Linked DNA regions of Mus musculus: region 2 is linked to region 1. Evidence: chromatin contacts called from public HiChIP or PLAC-seq data. All regions are on one chromosome and are shown on one strand. Each heading gives the region's core, a stretch centred on a gene start, on an enhancer-like site or on the middle of the called end of the contact. The rest is flanking DNA. Distances are from core to core; before and after follow the strand shown.

Region 1 (7,394 bases), core at 1,748-4,247:
ACCAGGGACAATCATATTCACTGTACTGATTTCAACGGTAGTTTAAATGGACATACCAGAAGAGTTCATTTCATCTCTTGGGGGAAAGTCACATGTAGAAAGAAGAATGTCTTTCAAGACAGAAGATGTGGGTTCAAATTAATTCTCAGTACCTACAGGCTGACATGCAGCAGGGGTCCCAGCAACCTCTGGGAAAGCACTGATTGTCTTGCATCCGGGGCTGGAACTGTGAGGATGGAACTAGACAGCAAGTCTTCAAGTGCCGTGGAAACTTTGTAAATCCTGTGCAAAACCCTAAGGACCGTGAGCTCTGGGGACATTAGCTGCGGAGTCTCTCTCGCATGCCACACCATAGTAAAAAATCATCTCAGTATCGACCATCCCCACCTGTGGGAGATTCCAGCATAACCTCTAAAAAGACTTTCTTTGTAGTAAATAACATGCTGTCATATAACCAGGAAAAGGGGTGGCTATCAGATTTCAAATAAAACTTTACCAAAAATCACCCAAATGCTGACTTCAGACCTGATAGTTTGATAGTTTTTTTTTTAAAGCCCTTGTAATGTTGGAGTTACGTAACCGACCATAATTAATATTTCAAATGACAGAGCACCGTGTTCTGGGTATCAGGCTCCATCTCAAGTGATGCAAAAGCTCACAGTAACAGAAGCACTCTGGCAGCAGAGCATCCTTCGCCGTTAAGAAATGTACTTCTTACAAGAATTACAGTCCGGATGAAAAGCAAGGCAACCGAGTTCAAAGCCAAACAAGCCAAAAAAAAACAAAAAAACAAAAAAACAAAAACCACCTCCCACAGTGTCTGGTTCAAGGAATGGAGCCACTACTAACGCCAGCAGACACAGGAACCGATGGAACTGTGAGCATCTGAACAGCACACGGTACGACAACACGACACAGGAAAACAACCCAGACTTTTAAAAGAACTCCTTACCCTTTGAAACCAGTCTCAAACTTGGGAGTCCGACCCAAGTTTGACTTGGTCTCTTCACCCGGAAAAAACGTACTTGGTTCTGACCATTTCTAATCCGCTGATCTCACACGTTGTACAAAGAAATTTCTTACAGAGATGAGAGCCCAGCAAGAAGCCAAAGCTAGACATAAAGATCGGGAGTGGGTAGTACAAACCTAACTGCAGGGACCTAACTACAAGACTGCTCAGAAGGACCGGGCAGCAAAACTTAAAATTCCTTTCCACTAATTTAAGACTGAACAACGCCCATGACTTTTTTCACAAGCTCCGGTATATTAAAGAAATCAAAATAAGCATGCCACTAACCATTAACGGGAGAGGCTGGCAAGCATATTTCTGTTCAAAGAAGCTTCACTTCTTGGAGAAAGTAATTCTCTCCACACCACCCCCACAGGAGGACAACAGCCTAATCCTGACAACTGTCTACAATAGGCAAGTAACAGAGGTCGTGGTTCTAAAACATAGGTGTCTACACACAAATAGAATATGTCTGCCTCATCTTTCTCTCCCAACAATAAGAGTCAGGACCAGCGCTGTGAACAGCATACCCCCAATAGGATCCACTAGACAAAGTGATTCATAAAAATGGTTACAGATCTGACCAGATAATGTTTCTGTCATATCCCTTAAAAAGAAGTATGGAAAAGGAGAGGGGTGAAAAAAAAAAAAAAAAAGAACCAGAGGTTCCCAGACCATCTTCCTCTGAAACATGAACCATGCTGGACCCGGGTGTCGCAGATAGATCCGGTAAAGGCAGGCTTCATTTACCTTCCATCCCAACAGATGATTCAGGAAGCCAGAGGAGAAGTAAACCTGAAGAATACTGTCCTGGGTAGGCGTGCCTCCATAAACCCCAGTGTCCCTGTCCTTGGCACTTCCCGGTTCCTTTTACCACCCGCGCTGGTTGGAGGAGTGTGAAAAATGGCACAGGCGGGTGGATCGTTTGGCAATGTGTTCAACCCTAAGCCTGACACCAATGAGGGTCACCCGACCAGCTTGTCTCAAGAAGAGAAAAGAGCGAGCAAGAACTGGCTCTCTGGCGGGCCTCCTCTACCAAACTGAGACCTTCAAGGGCCGCCTGCCTGCCAGGCTGGCATGAGTGCCCGCCCCCAGGAACAGCAAACTGCCCAGCCGGCGGCCGCCTAGGCACACACAGAAAAACCGTGGGAGAGAAGCTGGGCTCCTCCCTCGGGGCCGCTGGAGTCCTCCCCTCTATCGTGCTTGGAGGATCTGACCCTAAACCTCTTCCAAGGTCCCCAAACTTCACTAACAAACCAAGCACCTGTTCCCTTCACCTCCTGCGCAGCAGATTCGCCCAAGCCCATCCTTATCCCTGATGCGCTTTCTTGCAGCTCCTTAGATACCCCAAACACCCCAGGTCCCAGGGCGTCCCACTCTCTTTCTCTCTGGTGGACTCATCCAGGACCAGTCCAGACACAGGCTCCTACACGCTCTCTGTCCTCCTCCCAGAAGTTTCCCCTGGGTCCACCAGGGTCCCCAAGGAAGAGACTCCAGTCCCTTGCTGATGTCGGGCCTCCTCCCTCCTCTCCGGAGCCGGCTACGCGGGTGCCGTTAACGGCCGCCGAGCTCACCTCGGTTCACCAAGCGCAGGGCGTGCGTGAAGGAGGGGTCCAGAGAGTCCTTCTCCGCCATCAGCTCCGGCAGGTACTTCTCCTCCATGCTCGCCGGCCGCCGGGCCCGCTTCTCCGCCCCGCGGCGCGCGCGCGCCAGCCGCCCCGCAGCCCGAGCCGCCCGCCCCCGGCGGCGCGGACCCCGCCAGGCGCCTCGGCGGCTAAGCCGGGCGGGCGGCCGGGCGGCGGCGGCGGCTCGGGGCGGGCGGCGGCCGCTCAGCCCGGCCCCGTGGAGCCCCAGATCACCGCGCTGCGGGCCGCGGGCTGCAAGGCGGCGGGATGAGCGAAGAGAGCGGGCTGGAAAGCCGAGGAGCGCTGGCCAGTCTTGCTCGCCGGCTGCGACGATGCCTTGCTCTGCCACGACCCGCCCCGCGCGCCACCCCGCGCGCTCTGAGCCGCCGCGCAGTGCCCCGCGCCCTCCCCGCCCCGCCCGCCGCGCCTGCGCGCTATGCTGACCGCCCGGCGCGCGCCGCCTCGTGGGGGCACTGGGACTGCGCGGGCCCGCAGCGGGGACATTGTAGGGGCGCTTCCGGTCCCTAGATCAGGGGTCTCCATCCAGGGCTCCCCGATGAGCGTCTGTAAGCTGTCCAGCATTGCCTTGTATGTGCAGTCTGGGAAACTGAGGCTCATGGGTCAAGTGGCGCGTCCAAGGTCACCCGTCCTAGCCAGAAGGGACAAGGGCAGAGCCTTTGGAGCCCAGGTTCATACTGCCAGGCTCTGGGAACAGGCAGTGCGACCAGACTCCTGGTTTGCCAAAGCACCACGAACTTGCCCAACTTAGGTCGCTTTGCTGTCCGCTGCTATTTGTACGAAAATACCGCCGGGCAGGACTTAAAACGCCAGCCTCCTGAGACCCTTGGCGCAGAAGTCGGTTACATAAAAGCGCCTGCCCTTCAGACTGTCTTTGTCTTCCGAGACTTGCTCCGTGTTGCCCTTCTCCTTATATGGTGGTGTCTGGACGTGGATGAATGAGTCTCTCTAAACTGTCTCCAGTAGGGAACCTACCACACCACGCATGGTGGTGATGTCTTCTGTCGCCCTCCGACAGGCAACCAGACCCCAGCAAATGCTCTCCTAGGCTCCTTTTAGATCCTCTGAGGTGTGTGGAATAAATGTCTCACACTAGACCAAGGACTCCTGAGTCCCTGTTCAGAGGATATCATAACCCCAACCTCGATAACCAGAGTCCCTTGACAGTGCTCAAGACTTCCCTAGAAAAACCTTAATTGCTTCGTTTTTTTCCTCTCCCTGTACTCTAAAGCCCTTCACAGAACTACAACTCCGCTTTCACTAGCCTAGGGCTATCTTGGGGAACAGCAAATTTTGTCTGAGGGAGAGGTCTCTAACACCTGTTGTCAGGGACGGATGTGGAGAGAGCGCCAGAACAGTGTGCTGAAGGAATCCCCCAAGCACCTGATCCCTTTTCCAGCCTTGTGTGGACTTGGTTGCAGGTTAGGTACTACTGTAGCGTCCCCGACAACAACCTCCCCCTTGTCTCTCTTTAGTCAGAACTGGCAAGTGGCAGTAAAATACAGTGGTTAACTAGTTCTGACCTTTTAGCAAACTTAGGTCATTTGTGCCTCAGTCTCTTCATCTATCCTATGGAGATGAGAAAAGATTATTTCTTAGGAACCTCATAAGGATGTACTATTTCACAATCACCAGGCACAAAATGAAAGCCAGACTGTTCTGTGGCAGTCTCCCTCGCATGGCTGCTTTCTGAGGCAGAAGCTTCGAAAGGCAGCAGGCAACACCATCTGTGTGCTCCTTGATGCTGAAGACAGAGCACAACCCCAGCAGAGCAAGCTCATAAGGGTAGATCCTGCTTCTGACCCTGAGCCCCATGCCGGTCTGGCCATGCAGTGTGGCCCAAGTCTGAGCCTCACATCTGGCCCCCCAAGAACTATGTTATGTCAGCAGTCCCTGACATAACATAGTTCTTGGGGGGCCAGATGTGAGGCAGTTGGGGAGTTCTTAAGGGAAGGTTTTTCTCCCTTTACATCTAAATAGAAGCACATGCCTCTTGCTCTAGTCTCCCTAGACTTGAATTCCAGGGATCCTCTGACAAACACTACTGAGGAGAAGAGGCAGGCAGAGTGCCTGGTGAAACAGCGCTCCCTGCCCCGTGTCTTCCATTTTCTGCCTCGGTAGTAGTCTAAACTTTCACTGATGAGTATCTTTATTAAGCAGTTACTAATTATCTTTATTAAGCATTTACTAATTATCTTTATTATGAGCATTTACTAAGTGCCAAGCTGCTCTGGCAGCTTTATACATCGTCCTCTTGATACCTGCAGGAAAGATTCAGTTTATCACCATTTACTCATCAAGAAATCTCCAAGGCTGAGGAATTTTATACTTTGCCAACTGTGCCACCACTGGCAAGCTGAGATTCCAGGCCCTCCTAGTCTGAACCCTTCCCACACCTAACCCTTTCCCGGGTAGTGATCTGAGCCTGATTAGATCTCTGTCCCTCCTCCAGTGGTGCTTTTGGCAGAGATGTCCCGCCAGCAGCTGGGGAGGAGGACTGTGTACCATGAGGCCTACAACAGAGATGCTAACGCGCCTGCTCTGGACCCTCCTCCTCACAGAACTCTCCAAGTGGGCAGGTGCCCAGCCCTGTGAGTGCTCATGCTGGGTCCTCTAGGGGAGAAGACTGATGTTCCTGTAAGAGGCTCAGAAAATCGTCCCCACCCACCAGTCTGGCTGGACCATAAGATCCAGGGCAGGGCACCACCTCCATGTTTTGCTGGCTACTCTGCTGTTCTTCATGAAGTTACCATCCCATGGGTGATGGGTCTTGGAGAAAGTAATAGCTCCCCTGCAGACATCAGCCGGCAGTGATATAAATTCAAGCCTTTGGGATTCTAGGCCAGAGATCTCTCTAGAATACCCTGCTCTGGCCAAGCACTTCCTGTGGACTGAGACTGCTCTGGATTTAGAAGCAAAAGATGTCTTCTCCAATGGCACCTCTGGACAAGGGCACAAGGGCACTGTTGGCTTTACACAAGGCTTTACATCTCCTGTCCACACTCCATGGAGTCCCTCAGCTGGCATAAGGGAACATAACTACCTTTCCAAGTCATTGTCTTGACTCTCAGTCCCAGAGATGCAAGGAGTATCTCCCAAGCCACTGTTACCCATCATTCCAGGCTACCAGAAGGAGCACAGCCAAGTCTCTGCAACCCCAGAGGGATAGTTGTCATTTTATAATCTCCGCCGACTTCCAGGCCTTCTTTCCCAGGGAGAGACAGACCCTTGGCCTCTGACATCAGCTCCAGTGAATCACACACACTGCTGCTGTGCCTGACACCATCAGGGCATGCTCCAATCACAGCCAGTGTCTGTGAGCTAGTTTTCTTCTATATAAGGATTGCTACCCACATTACAAACTTCCCTTTGAATGTGTAAGAGATATGAGCCCTATGTTACATTCTCATGAGTGGAAAAGTTCAAATCTCATTCTGGCCCCCATATCCCTTACTTACTAGCTACCAATCTTTCCCCAGCAAGCATTATCTCTGAGCACCGGGAAAGGGTCAGTTAAGATTTATACCTCACTAACCTCCACATAGACACAGCATTAATGCTTTCTGACTCCTCCTTCTCTCTACACCAGTGTTATTTATGCTCTTGTTCATGCTCACCACACTGAGTCTTTGTCTTCTGTGTCCTTGGAGCCTTCTCAGCTCCTTAGCCCAGCGTCTGGTTGAGCAGTCAGGTCAATGCAAGCAGTCATGTATTCAGGGATCACTCCTTAAAAATAAATTCTCTAACATCACTGTTACTCCAATCTTCGAGACAGTGGCTTTGTTATGTAAGGGGGACACCAAAAGATGGCATAGCCTCACCTAGAAATCCATCATGAGCATGTTACAGCAAAAGACACCAAGAAGATCCACTCTGGGCTCTGACTCCAGTTTTTGCCATAGAAAACAGGTTACACAAGCTTAGACTGTGTGGCTGGAAGGGTAGAAAGCAACCCTGGAAGGAAAGGAGACACTTTGGAAGGCAGGAGTCACAATGTTCAGAGCACATCCACAGATCAGGAGTGACTCCACGAGGCCCCTACTCAATGCAGAAGACAGCCAGAAGGAAACTCAAACATCAAGTAAGTGTGACTAAGAAAGTTGAAACAGTCCAGACATTGGGAGGAGAATTAGATACATTTCCTCGAATACACGTGAACATAATATGTACACAAAGAGAAACACATATGCACATGATCATACATGCGTATATGTACACTCAGATAATCTATCATTTCTGTTCCACTCAGGCTACAAACAGGAGAATCATGTCCTCCAGCTTAATCACTCACATACCTAGAGACACCTAGCCTGTTGCTCTGTATTCACAGGCTTTCCGTGCAAGTCCTCGTTCAATCTGATGGATGGCAAGGCCAGGTCCTCTTGCATGTTTCTCTTTACTGCAGCAAAGCTACCCAGTCAACGCCTGTTCAGCAAAGATGATGCCACAGCTATTGCACACACACCCCCTCGTGGCCAAATTCGGAAGCACATTCCCTCAAAAGTTCGAACTGTGTGGCAGCCACTTGGGTTTTGGCCTCCACTGAAAGGAACTCCAAGGACTGACATGTCAGCCTAAGAAGGAAAATAATGAACATTCTAATGTGAAGGAAATGAAAGGGGAAGAAGGTAATGAAATGCAGGTAGGGGAAAGAAAACGAGAAAGTGGGAGAGAGCAGAACAAAAGAAAGTAAAAGAGTTATGCAAAGAAAAACAAGAGTAAGGAGCATCGGGGGAAGCCTT
Region 2 (7,394 bases), core at 2,188-4,687, 1.7 Mb before region 1:
GAGAGTGTGTATAGGCTACTTTTATGTCAACTTGACATAAACTGAAATTATCTGAAAGGAGGGACCCTAAACTGAGAAAAAAAATGTTTCAATAGGATCGAGCTGTAGGGCATTTTCACACTATATTTTCATTTAGTGACTGATGGGAGAGGGCCAAAACCATTGTGGGTGGTGCCTTTCCTGGGATGGTGATCCTGTGTTTTATAATAAAATAGACTGAGCAAGCTGTGATAAGCAGACTAGCAACCAGCACCCAACAATTTGTGTGTGTGTGTGTGTGTGTGTGTGTGTGTGTGTGTGTGTGTGTGTGTGTGTGTATGTGTGTGTGTGTGTGTGTGTGTGTGTGTTTGTGTGTGTGTGTGTGTGTGTGTGTGTTCTGCATCTAGGTTCTGGCCCTGAGTTCCTGTCCTGGCTTCCTTCATTGATGGAATATTTGATATGGAAATGTAAGACAAATAACCTTTTTCTTCTCCAAATTGCTTTTTGATCATGGTATTTCATCACAGAAATAGAAATTCTAACTAAGATAGTGTATGTGTGCTTGTGTGTTTATAATCACAATGGAAGGAAAGGAAATAAAGTAAAAATGTAATATTTACTTTTAAAAATGTAAATATTACATATTTACTTTATTGGAATTTACTTTATGGGAATTCTATCTGGCTTTTACAGTATTTGTAAGCATCCCATTTTTAACCATTCATCAAGATTTTTCCATGTAGCAGACATTAGATAAATACTGTGGCAATATTAGCTATGATGTCAGGCCATATCATTGAAGAACAAGTGAAGTAGAGATCAGAGTAGTAAGAAGGGAAAGCCAGAGGCAGTAATGGAAGACTTGAGAATCCCAATTTAGACTGGTGTTCCTAATTTGCAGTCTCTTATCCTAGTGAAGACATTTGATAAACTCCTGGATCATTTAGTTGTCATAAGTTTGTGAGTAGAGGTAATAAGATCTAGTGTCAGGGATTAGAGACATTGTTAAGTATTGCATGATCCAAATGAAATCTTGAGCAAGTAAATAATTACCAATTTATGTCAATAATTCCCTATTATACAGAGAAAATATTTTGTAACCAAGAAATCTGAAATATCATGTAAAATTTGAAAATGTGTAACTCAGAGGATGTGTTGATAATATAGCAAAATTGTAGTCATGTACACTGGGTGTATTTTATCACATTTCTTTGCAGTGTTACCTCTAAAGACATAAAATGGCAATATTAGCTATGTGTTTGTGTATACACACACACACACACACACACACACACACACACACACACACACACACACACACATATATATATACATATATATCTAAGTGTACATATATATTAACATGTGCATATGTATATATACATATATTTATATTACATTACATAGTAAATAAAAATCTCAGTTCTGAAGCGTGAAGAGTATAGTTCCTTCTGTCATCAGCTCTAGAAGCTGCTGCCTCACTATCAGTAATCAGAGATAGAAAATCTTATAACACAGGGCCATAGGCATCACAGGGCTTCTGGAGTTTTCAATTGTCAGCATCTGGTTCACAATACTTAGATATTTTGGGCAAGTCAAAAATGCAAAAGTGACAGCTCTGAGATCATTACAGAAGAGAACAAGGTTGGGCTTCCTCATAGTCTACTTAATGACAATGACCTTGTAGCAGGTGAAAACCTAAGAAACCACCAAGGATCTCATTAGGAATTAGTACCTTGGGGTCATCATTGGAATTCTGATGCTAGTTCTGGATAAACCATAAGACTATACATTTATCCAATTTGCGCTCTATGAATGTTTCTCTGGAATTGCAAACTCCCCATGAATGAGCTCACTACTGGAATGGCTTTCATCAGAAGACACGACATGAGTGTCACTCAGGCTGTCATAACCTAAAGTTAGAACCTTCATAAATCTATTCCATACATGAAATATGAGACAAATATCTATCTGGTGACTTAGAAACAGATTTTAGATGTTTGAGATTCACTTTGGGCATAGCTGGTAAGCAATGCAAAGAGGTTTCTCAGTGTCTCCTTCTCAAAGTGTACTGCCCATTGTCTCACCCTGAATTTTTAACTTTCTGTGATTTTTTTTTCTGTGAACTACAATATAGAACAATTTCCCCCTGAACCTTCCATAGATGTTCTGTCTTAAAATGGAAAGGAGGCACAAAGATCCACAACTGCCATTGCCTCTCTGCCAATGTTTCAAGCAGCTAACCTGTGCGTAAGCACTGCCCAGATCCATATAGCAAGGAGGGGGAGAAATTCATAAATGAGTATATTGTGCAAATGTAATTTTATCAGTCCCACTTTGAGCACCTGGAAGTGCTGGCTTTTCTTAGATCAGAGGCACTATTCACAGAATGTGTTCAGAGAATGAAGCTGATTAATAAGAACAAAAATGGTCAGAATCATTTCTTAAAATTCCTTAAAAATACTGTTTATGGCTATTTATAGATGCAGAATTCAGATTCAAAAAGCAAGGTGTGTGAATTTAAAGCCAGATAGAGCAAAGGACTAAATAAGCAACAGCCAGTTAATTACATATTCACTCTTATTTTTGAAATCACATTTAGCCACTTCACTTGAGAACATCTGTAAGTTTGTTCCTTTAAGCCTCAAAGCCCATTTATATAAGTACAGGGATGAAGGTAAAATGGCTTCCATTCATGCAACAAGCCTCTAAAAATAATTGGATCCTTGAAGTGGACTGTTTCATTTTTCCTTCTGTTTATAACAGACATCTTGAACAAGATGAAATTGGTACTCAGGTGGCTTTAGTGCCAGGAGTAGGTTTTTGCACATTAATTGGAAGAAATCGGTAAGGCTTAGTGACTCTGAATAAAACTAGATTTGTTAAAAAATTAAAAACATCTTCTTTAAAAAATGATCTATTTATGAATTTGTGTTCCTTTAAAACTAATCTGGCCCTTATTCCTAGCTATATTTGTTTAAATGCAGCTATACACTGTTGCACTGTTGCTGTAGAATGACATCATAATTATATACAAAGGATAAGTAATTTGTGCCTCAAAGCATAGACTTAAAGAGAACAAAGACACTTGAGTTCACTCTAAATGATTGTGCTAATGTCATTATTAGTGTGGCTTAAGCATCTGAGTCTCAGTATTCTATAAGGTACAAAAGATACAACTGAGATCTGGAATCTAGAAACAGTCTGCTGTTTGTCAGTGATGTTTCTTTTGGCTTCTTGCTTCTTTTCCCTTGTGTTTTTATTTTTCTTGTAAAGATGATAATATAATGGGTTTTCTTCATCTAGCCCTTCTGCATTGTGTCTTTCACTGACAATTCAGCAGAGAGTTTTCAAGCCTTAATTATGAGCACATTCATTCTATTGTTTCTATGTGGTACAGGACAAGGAAACACAATTAGTAGAATATTGTAATTAACCTTCCTGGTCTGTGTGCTCCTCTAGAACTGAAGCACTGGCTGGAGACCATAAAATCCTTTGTATTACAAGGAGTGAGTCCTGGGATCCATCACCATCAATAACCAAGGTAATTTATTCTGACAAGAGAAGCACATCAGTTTTCTCCTCTGATGACACAGATGGGGAGGAATTTAAATCTGACACAGAAACCACAGACAAGCCATGCTTGCTTCTTCTGCTCTTTCTTCCCTCTTGTCTGACTCTAGTTTGTATCTGTAATTTTTTTCCTTGTTTTTTTTTCTTCTTCTTTTTCTCCATGCCATCTACTTTTATGGTAGATACTATGATATCAATAATTTTAAAGCTGCTCAATAATTTCATTTTATGAAAATGATTACTTTTGTGGCAGGCATACACAAAGTCGAAGTCACAAATCTTTACATGGTTTACAATATCTATTTTTAAAGCTCTGATAGGAAACAATTCTATAAAGAAATGCAACCCACAGTTCTAGAGTCTAAATAGGCTTTACCTATAATCGAATACAGAGCTATGGTAATGGGGAAAGCATAGCTGAAAATTCTGACAAGAAGGTTATATATGTACAAATTCCACAAAAATACTTGACATGCTAGAAATACCTTGATGTGATTGTTTCTTCATTTGTAAAATGAGTTTGTAACATTATGTCACAGAACCTTAGTAAAAATAAGGCTGGTTTAGAATAATAAATAATGGCTGATAGACAGTCAAGACATTATCTCAGTACGGTGTGCTCTTCTCATGTCTGACTCCTGTTCTCTGTGAACTGTAGAGCTATGTGTTTATTTAGAAGTAGGAGAACTAGTCATGAAACTCCATCAGTTAGAAATAAGTATGTAATTCAACTAAGGGTTTACAATAAAAGAAAACCTCAATATGTGGTGTTGAAGAGCAAAAAAGGCGTGCTTTAATGAATAGCTCTAATCTATTTTGCTTTAGTGAAATAGCCATGATCCTAAAATGACTACTATGTGTAAAATTTGTCTTTGAAACCACACAACTTCTAAGAAAATATAAACTTGGAAAGAAGATACTAAAAAAGGTTATCAAGGATTCATCACAGTAGTAAAAACAGAGGATTCAAATAAAATAGTAAAATGTTTATCTGTTTTGGATGATTAAGAGGCATGTGTGTATTATAATAGATTGACTCATTGCATAGGAATATATATGGCATGTATACCCTTGGAATTTAGAGGTTTCTATGTGTGTGTAACTGTAGGATCAGTTTACTTGAAATTAGCAGAATATTATGTCACCACATTTGAATGTGTTTGGTTGTAACAAAGTGTTAGAAAATGTAGTTTTCATGTTTGAAATATTCATATTTCAGATACTATACATAATGCTATAACTTTGCTTAGCAATTTGTCTCATAGACAATCATATATACTCAAAAAATCAATGTTATTTCTAACTTATTTTATTATAGTTATACTATTAGATTATATTTTTACAGCAAGTAGTTTAGCTAAACTAGCCATGAGTCTCATAAAATACTAATAGTGAAGCCATTGTTTTCTGGCTACAGAAGAACTGTATTACAGGATAATGTGTACTTCTACATCGAAACTGTGAGCAAAAAAATAAGCATCAAAGAACACTGAGATTGTAGGATAATTCAGAATTGTCATTGGAGAACCAGAATATAGTCACCTGTACCACTGGAAGAAAAGAAAAGTTGTATAATATGAACTGACTCTAGGAGAGAAGCAAAGGATGTATTCCATTGTTTCACATCTCAGGATACTATTCAGGTGCTAAAATTTTAAATGAGTACTTTTCATAACAATGCCGTTTCTATTACATCATAGTTGTTTAGAATGTGCTTGTCCCAGCTGACATAACAGCCTCATCTGTGATAGATCCTGGAAATTCACTTCCAATGACAAAGAACCTGAGATAAACAATGAATGATAAATTAATGTGCTAGTTCATTGATTTGTTGACAGCAGGAGTGGAAAATGAGAATGGATGTCTAACTTCAATTGTTAAGTGCGGAGCTTGGCTTGAGTTACAAATAGAGAGAGAGTTACTGGGATGCCCTGACCTAAGCTACTTGAATAGCTCGCTCAACAGTAGTTCTAAGTAAATTCAACTTTAACGATAAGAAAACCAGCTTGAGCCATGTGACATATGATGGTATCTACAAAACCTAGCACATAATTTCATCAAACATGTAATGTGTTATAGGAGATCCCTGACAGTGTCTAACTCCCTCCTCCTGAAGGTCTTACATGCATTGCCAGGATGCACAGAATGTTGGTTTGCCAAAAGTTGTGAGTTTGGTTGATGTTGTTTTTTTGTAGGATGAACTTTAGTATGTGATTGCAATTAGAATCCATGCTGTCATCCCTGCTCTATGTCCACATAACACCTCTCTTTTTGTATCTCTGATATTTACTCTCTCAGAGAAACCATGATGATATATTCTGTTTGCTCCATGACACATACCATTAACTAAGACCATTCTATATTTTATTTTCTTCCAAAATATTTGGAACAAATTAATAATATTATCTGGTTCTGCTTTGTAGAACCATTCACTTACTGTTTTAAAACACAAAATAGTGTGCTTCAGTTGAAGTAAAAGAAAAAAATCTCCCGATTTGTATAAATTAGGAATAGGCATCTGGTATACTAAGTGGCCAGTCAGTACCTTCCATTGTGAAGAGCATCACAAAAGTGTTCATTGTTCTAAGAAAATTCTGCCTCACATGACTCCATTCCAGTCTCATTATCAATTTAAGTCTTGTGTAAGATGAATTCTTTTGGCATTGGTACCTTGGGTGTTTGGGGGAAAGGATGGAGAACAATATGAGGGAGTTGAACCATAAAGGAAATTATACAGTTTTGAGTATTTGAGCTTCAAGTGCTTACAAATGTCATATTAGTGGTCACAGTTGAAGACAGCTAACTAGTATACTTTTTATATGTGTTGTTTATATTGATAAGGAAGCTCAGAACTAGACAAATTTGGGGACTAAGATTCAGAAAGGTAAGTTAAGGTCAAGTACGTGTGACTGTAGGTGCTTTGATGAGCTTAGTGGTTACAGACACACACATTTGTGAAGACCACACTGGTAAAGAGAGGGATTTTGACCAATATCTACTGGGAATGCTTTCCCTATAATTAGCCCCTACAGCTCTCTTCAATTATTTTTAAGGTGAGAACATTGTAACTTAGCATTATCACTCTGCCACCTAACCACACAAGTATGAATACTGTGATTTCAGCCTTGCTTTTCATGAATGCTTTTTTCTATGGTATCACAATATGCCAATTTTTACAATCTGCCTTCTCTTGCTATAAGTTACATTTGTTAAATTCAGTCGTTTATTTTTTCAGATGGCTAAATTTGCACCTTCCCACAGACACACACAACTTTAAGAATGTATTCACTAAAATATACATTCATTTTACTAGATATTTATATTCTCAGCATATGGGGATACTGCAACTTATGTAATAACGAGTCTTGTGCATATGTTCTGCACTGATGGATATGTTTTTGAAAAATGTGCCTAACAGGTAATAGAACTTCCCTTCCATGGATCTTTCCTCTGATGGTACATCAGATTAGCCTCCATATCAATGGAACCAAGGGTATTTCCTCCCATGCCATATAAATATTCTTAGCATCTCCATCCTGTCTTTACTTAGTATCTTAGGTCTTCTTACATGTGTTTTGTTATTAACTATACCCATTATTTTACAATGTATTCAAAGCTGTCAAGGTTTGTTTATATCTAGCGTTTAACAGGTGTTATCTAAATATCATTAGCATACCTATAGCAATGGACGTAAATTCACTATTTTCGTATAAATGCTTCATTCATTATTTTTCCACATTATTTTGCCATTTTCAGTGTACTTGGAGAATAACTTATAGAAATGTGTGGAGGTCAATTTAAAACTTTGCCATGTATCCACGATGACTCTTTTTCTAGAAATC

What was found. HiChIP or PLAC-seq counts read pairs in DNA pulled down with a chosen protein or histone mark.
Region 2: an H3K4me3 HiChIP or PLAC-seq map of neural tube shows a contact between it and region 1, with 10 times the contacts expected there. The contact joins the enhancer-like site here to the promoter of Khdrbs3 in region 1. A contact is called at or near these places in 4 of 39 promoter capture datasets (the 3T3-L1 cell line, frontonasal cranial neural crest, liver and 1 more) and 5 of 115 datasets of contacts at active chromatin or transcription factors (astrocytes, differentiating embryonic stem cells, embryonic forebrain and 2 more).

The regions. Positions count from the first base shown.
Region 1 is chr15:68,924,023-68,931,416 of GRCm38.p6, reverse strand. It overlaps Khdrbs3 (KH domain containing, RNA binding, signal transduction associated 3), which reads right to left and starts at 2,997. Exons shown (of 9, transcript NM_010158.2): 1 at 2,584-2,997. The coding sequence starts at 2,671.
Region 2 is chr15:70,640,669-70,648,062 of GRCm38.p6, reverse strand. No RefSeq gene overlaps it. Among named protein-coding and RNA genes, the nearest start is that of Gm19782, 720 kb to the right of the region's middle. Within about 2 kb of position 3,437, at least 9 of the 459 cell types and tissues checked have an H3K27ac peak or open chromatin away from gene starts, as enhancers often do. A contact at or near this core is called in neural tube, where this site is marked.